2 separate regions of the Mus musculus genome follow, and region 2 is linked to region 1. A link is a contact called in public HiChIP or PLAC-seq data. All regions are on one chromosome and are shown on one strand. Each heading gives the region's core, a stretch centred on a gene start, on an enhancer-like site or on the middle of the called end of the contact. The rest is flanking DNA. Distances are from core to core; before and after follow the strand shown.

The links. HiChIP or PLAC-seq counts read pairs in DNA pulled down with a chosen protein or histone mark.
Region 2: an H3K27ac HiChIP or PLAC-seq map of microglia shows a contact between it and region 1, with 6 times the contacts expected there. The contact joins two enhancer-like sites. A contact is called at or near these places in 5 of 115 datasets of contacts at active chromatin or transcription factors (cardiomyocytes, double positive thymocytes, embryonic basal ganglia and 2 more).

What each region holds. Positions count from the first base shown.
Region 1 is chr7:68,591,588-68,594,698 of GRCm38.p6, forward strand. No RefSeq gene overlaps it. Among named protein-coding and RNA genes, the nearest start is that of Gm34549, 110 kb to the left of the region's middle. Within about 2 kb of position 1,389, at least 5 of the 459 cell types and tissues checked have an H3K27ac peak or open chromatin away from gene starts, as enhancers often do. A contact at or near this core is called in microglia, where this site is marked.
Region 2 is chr7:68,794,221-68,797,229 of GRCm38.p6, forward strand. The region is part of intron 1 of Gm34612 (a long non-coding RNA gene); the gene reads left to right. Among named protein-coding and RNA genes, the nearest start is that of Gm34612, 3.4 kb to the left of the region's middle. Within about 2 kb of position 1,616, at least 3 of the 459 cell types and tissues checked have an H3K27ac peak or open chromatin away from gene starts, as enhancers often do. A contact at or near this core is called in microglia, where this site is marked.

The sequences.
Region 1 (3,111 bases), core at 139-2,638:
CTCCCATATCTGCATAGCTGCACAGGGACCACTGTCCCTGAAGCCCTAACATATTGCCTCCCCTTACTCAGGGCTAGGGTCTGAGACTCCTAGTGCATGCCTGAAACCGAAACACTCAGCTCTACATGCAACATCTGTGCTGTACTGCAACCATGTAATGATGTTTTGGCCAACACTGGACTCCATATGGGTCAAGAATCCTGTGTGATTACATCATTTGGTGATGTCCTAGCCAAGAGCATACTTTTAGTCTCTTGTATAATAGCAAGTCATCTAAACACACATCTCAAAACATGTCATTATTGTTAAGTGACATAAGACTCAATTGTCTTGTTTTGATACACAGACACACACACACAAACACATACAATATGATAGTGTTTAATTTACTAGTTTGGTCCCCAAGATATTAGTAATAATGATTAATAAAATAAAAAATAATTTTCAAATCTATATTTCTGTTTTTTTTAAAAAGATAATTGCATCATTTCTCCCTTTTTTTTCATCCTCAACCCTTTCCATGGACTCTCAAATTTCCCTTGCTCCCTCTCAAATTCACAACCTCCTTTTCCTTGGTTGTTGCTGTTTCCTTTACAGAGGTGCACAATCATATAAGCACAACCTGCCAAGACCCCGAAACGGTGTTGCCTGTTGTGTATGACGTCAAGGTTGATCACTTGGATTGGGACATCAGTCAATTCTGCCATTCAGACTTAGTCAGTGACAAAGTCTGTGGTTCTGGTGACCTTATAATATCTCCCATATGCTGTGCACCTCAGAAAAAACACTTAGGTCTGAGCTACCTCACCTTCCTTAGGGAGATGTGTTGTTTTATCCACTTTGAAAATAGAAGAAACTGAAGCCTAAGAGCTAATCAGTGGTAGAACAGGGACACAAAATAAAGGTTCCCGGCTTTAACTGAAATCCTCAGTTTTGGTCATTTAGTTTTAATCCCGCTAATGGACGTGCAACCACATCTATCTCATCTGACTCCATGCAAATGTGCTATGACCTCCGTGCTAGGTGAGTGAGCATCCTGAGGCTGAGCTAGAGCAGCCAAGTGACTTGCTTAAAGTCTGGGATCAGAGTCTCCATCTTTCTGAGCCCAGTGCCTTTCCTTGCTGTACTGCCGCACTCTAAACCAGAGTAAGCCTGAGAGTAAAACATGGTCTTTAATGAAACCTTGAGGACGTGGTGACTTTCACTGTGGAACTTGTTTTGGAACATAGAGAAGCCCCAGTTCTGGGTACAAGTGACCCTGAATGAAACACACTGGCTCTAGAATGTTCCCCCTTGGGGCCCTGGGGCAGGGGCATAGGACACCATGAAGCAGTCCAGCTGCTTCCCTGAGAAATACAGTTCTCTGTCTGCCCCTGTTGCCCAGAGACAGTTGGAGGAAGCCCTGTACCTCACTGCTTCCCTTTTCAGTCTTTAAGCCCAGGGCCACATGCTGGGTAGTGTTGAAGGCTCTCAACCTTCAACTGCTTGGGGACTTGCCACTCTATTTGCTGGTATCCCCGTCAATGCAGAAGAAATCATCTATGCATGTCAAATAGGCATTCTTAAAAAAACAAACAAACTTATCCATCTTCTGTTGATGGTCCCAATTGTGTGAGCACAATGTGGGCTATTTCTTTAAGAACCACAATACCATTCTATGAGTGTGACACCATTTCAATGAGTCCCAACGATGAGAGATTTATATTTTAAGCTAATCACTCATACAATTAGGAAAAAAAAACCCACCAAGGTATCAGGTATCCCCATATAAAACACCAGCGAGTCGGATTAAACATCTAAAAATGCTTCAAAAAATCGTTCCCATGTCACCAAGAAGCAGAGAGCGGAACTGCGAAGCGTTTACAAAGCAGGAGCTGACACCAGGCATATTTGAACACCATGAGATATGGTATCACCAGGGACAGAGTGTGAGTTTAGTTAATAATGAATGACATAGCCCATAAAATACCATTACACAGTGTTCAGGGCCCAAGAATGATGACATAATTATTAGGAGACTGGGAGATTAAGATACGATTTTTAAAAACATGACAGGGGAGGGTGTAATTGGGGAGACAAAATACACAGGAAGTTTGTAATTTACATGTCAAAATACCTTTTTCATGTTTTGATTGGATTAGACGCTGCCTTTCCACTCCATTTATCCTGACTTCAATTAGAGGCAGCCGAAATGACATCCCACGTTCATATTCTTGACACCCGCTGCTCACGGGCACTTTCTAATTCTAACCGACAGGAAGGGGGAAAGGGAAACTCCGTTTTGCCTCTGTCATGCACTTTTTACTTAACCCCTAATTTGCTTCTAAATGAGCCTGTCAGTGAGGTTTGCTGGGCTGTGTACACAGGCTGCCACGCCTGGTCTGGATGGAAGCTTCAGCCATAACACTGTTGCAGGCTGATAGGGGACCTAGAGATGTCCTGAGCAGAAGATGCAAGGATTTCTTCAGAAATGGGGGGTGGGGGAGGGGGAGGAGGAAACTTGCTGAAGAGTCATGTCAGCATGCCATACACACGGTGTGTGGCTATCTTGTAGAGTACGCTCCAGGTTGAGTTTATGGGGAAGCAAGCATGTTCTTCCGTCATTTGCTTTAAATGTACTAAAGTGACTGGCTGCCAGGTCTCTGTTGAAATACTGCTTCTGCTTAAGCCCATGGGCATGCCCCAGTCAGTCGGCTGAATAGAAAATGTCTTATTTTCACTAGTGTGAGTGGGCAGTACCTGATCTGTCAAGGGGCCAAATAGAAAAAAAAAAGAAAAAGAAAAAAGAAAAAAAAGCAAAGCAAAGCTCATGCATGTGAATTTATATCTCCTGCTTGAGTCAGGACATCCATTTCCTCCTGTCCCCAGGTGTGGGTTGGAGGTCCTGGTTCCCAGGCCTTAGTGCTCTGACTGACGTTTACCACAGGTTTACCTCAGTCTCCACCTTGCATGTGACCCATCGTGGTGCTTCTAGTCTTCATCGTGTGACCAGTTCCCATGTGTGTCTTTCTATGTACCTCTGGTTATATGTGCATGTTCCTCTGAAGAATCTTTTTTTTAATATTAGATATTTTCTTCATTTACATTTCAAATGTTATCCCCTTTCCTGGG
Region 2 (3,009 bases), core at 366-2,865, 200 kb after region 1:
TGGTTTATTCATGTATGCATGTTTGTATATATATATATATATATGTATATATATGCATGTATGTATGTATGTATTATGTATGCATGTATGTATGTATTTCATTTTATCGTGCTGGTTTAAATCTAGGTTTTCCATTTTGCCATTGGGGCCACATATCTAGTGACTACTGGGCTTAAGAAAGTATAAGAATAATAAACATTTATATTGCAAGATGTCAATATTGAAACTATATTTTAAAAAGTTCATCTAGAATCAGTGAATAAAATAAAAAATGACATAAATATGGAAAATTATTTTAGTAGAACACTATAAAAGCCTCAAACAAATGTAGAACTTTCCAGTAGAGTTTCATTAATATTACATATTATTTGGTGGAAAGCTAATCTCTCTAAAGTAACTTTCTTTTATTATTATTTTGTATTTAATTTTTTCATAGAATATTCTGATAACACTTTTTTCCACCAAACTCATCCCAGACCCTCCCTAACTTCTTGAACCAGATACTGGTATCAAGGATGTATTTGAGAGCTGGCATGGAACTCACTTTGTAGACCAGGCTGACCTAGAACTCACAGAGATCCACCTGCCTCTGTGTCCGTAGCACTGGGAATAGACAAGTGTGTCACCATGCCTTGCTGGGCAGTGATTTAATAGCTAATCTCACAACCCCTTCTAAGGGAACTCTCCTGGAAACTGCGATTTATTCAAGTGTATTATGTGCTAATGACTTTGAAGATGCTGTTTGGAGGTCTCAAGTTCTTAAAAACTATTGTATCATATGAAAAGTTTCCTTATGTGCAACTAATTAAAATATTGATTGAAAAGATTAAATTTACAGTGACCAAAAGTGCAAATTGACTTATTTTTAAGTCTCCCTTTGAAATAATTAACACGTGTCTTTTGAAAATCAAAGTTAGAGTCTTCATTAGTGCTAATTTAACTTCCCAGCAGTAATATTAAAATATAATTATAATTCATACTGTTTTAATCATTAATTTTGTTTTGAACTATATTATATTAAAAGGGAAAATTTTAATGATTTCTATATTAGAACTGACAAAATGCCAAAAGTATACTTATTTCTGTAATAATAAGCAAAATTAAAACCAATTTGGTCCAAATCACTTTGTGTAACGTCTGTGTATGTTTTACCAGTTGGTTTCTCCTAAAGTTGTAAGTTTCAGGCCAGTTTATGGCAGTTTATAACTACTGCCATGAAACAATAACAAGGAAGGTTTTCCTGTCTGAAACAAGTGGGAGTCTGTATAATAATACTGGGAAACATTAGCTTTAGTCTCATTGCATCAAAAAAAAAAAAAAAAAAAAAAAGAGCACTCTAAACCATTGGGCTACACCCATTGGGCTACACTTTTTGTAACCACTGGGCTACACTCTTGCTTTGTGAGACCAACCCTGCTTTGACCACTTGTGCAGCTCCTGTGCCTGGAGATTTCATGGTAGACTCATACCCCTTTTAAGTTCTGGAGGCAACACGAAAGGCTGGTGGTGGGTTATTCAACCTCAGTTCCTTTTTGGGCTTCCACAGTGGTGCTGACCACAGTGGAATGTTTTTCCTGTAATGGGCAGAACCTTCTTGGTCACCCTCAAACGCACGTCCTGTTGAACACTTCCTCCTCAGATGTTCGACTCTGCAGCCCCCCAGACCCTTTTCTGAGTTGCTTCCTGTAGTTCTTCTTTCTTAGGTTTCTCTCCTCTGACTTCAAGTACTTAGCTTTAATCTTATATACAGTCGTCAGTTTCTCCTTTTAACTTCTTAGTCGTGAGTCTTACACTCCTGCCTCAGATTGATATTGCCCATTCTTTCTCATTCTTTCAATGATGTTATCAATGTTGGCAGGTTGCTCAAAATCCTTCAATGCATTCTATCTTGCTTTTACAATCATGTGTACATGAAAACACACACACACACACACACACACACACACACACACTCCTCAATACACTTCTCTTGGTACATTTTTAATTCTCTAGACCCACTCACACACCTTTCTTCTTTGGTCCTGTGGTTTCACGGTCTGCTTATATATACTTTTTGTCTTAACCCACCATGAAGGCCAGCACCTCCCTTCAAAGAGTAGTCCCACAAAGTATTGCTAGACATCTTTTGGGATTTACCTGTGATTCCATGTCATGATTGAAGAAGAGTTTACAATAAAAGCTTGTAACAAAAGCAAGTTCCTTCCCACAGGTCCAGTCCTTGAACATTTATTTCTCTCCGTCTCTGTCTCTTTCTTTCTCTCCCTCTCCCTCCCCTCCCTTCTTCCTTCCCTCCCTTCCATCTCCTCCCCAGTTCATGCTAAGCAAGTACTTTACCATCACAATATATCCCAGCTGCAGCATATAATTTTCAAGCTATCTTGTTCAGTTCACATAAGCTCCCGCTTACTGTTTGATTGCACTTGATTCTGCCCTTCTAAAATATCCAATGCACTTAGCATCATTCTTTGACTTTCCTGGGCCCACTTGTTCTCCACATGCTCTCAGTCCAGCTATGCTTTGCATAAGTGCTATAGGAGGCCGGTCATGTGCAGTAGTGTCAGGGCCTCATGTTCCCTTCTCAGCTGGATTTCAGGCAGGCCAGAGAGAGGTTTAGAAAGGGGTCATTGAGTAGAAGGGATAGAGAAGTTACAGTTTCAACACTTATCCCCTCTGCCTGCCTGCGTTGTGTCGCACCATGAATCCTGCTATCACTGACCACCTATAGACACCCCAGCAATCCTGAAACCCAGAGCACCGATGCGGTCATCTCTCTCTCTCCTTCTGAGTATAGCCCCGTCTTTCCTGCAAACCTGTGGGTTGGCTGCACTAAATCCACTCTATCAGAATTATGTGCAGTGGTTTCTGTGTTCCTGGCCATACCCTGAGGAGAATGTACCTTCTTTCTTACTGCCAGCCTGCGTGTATATTGTCATTTTTCTTGTTAATACTTACCTGGCATAGCCTCATTTTTATTCTTTAGTTTCAAACATTACGCCTCTTCCTGTTTTC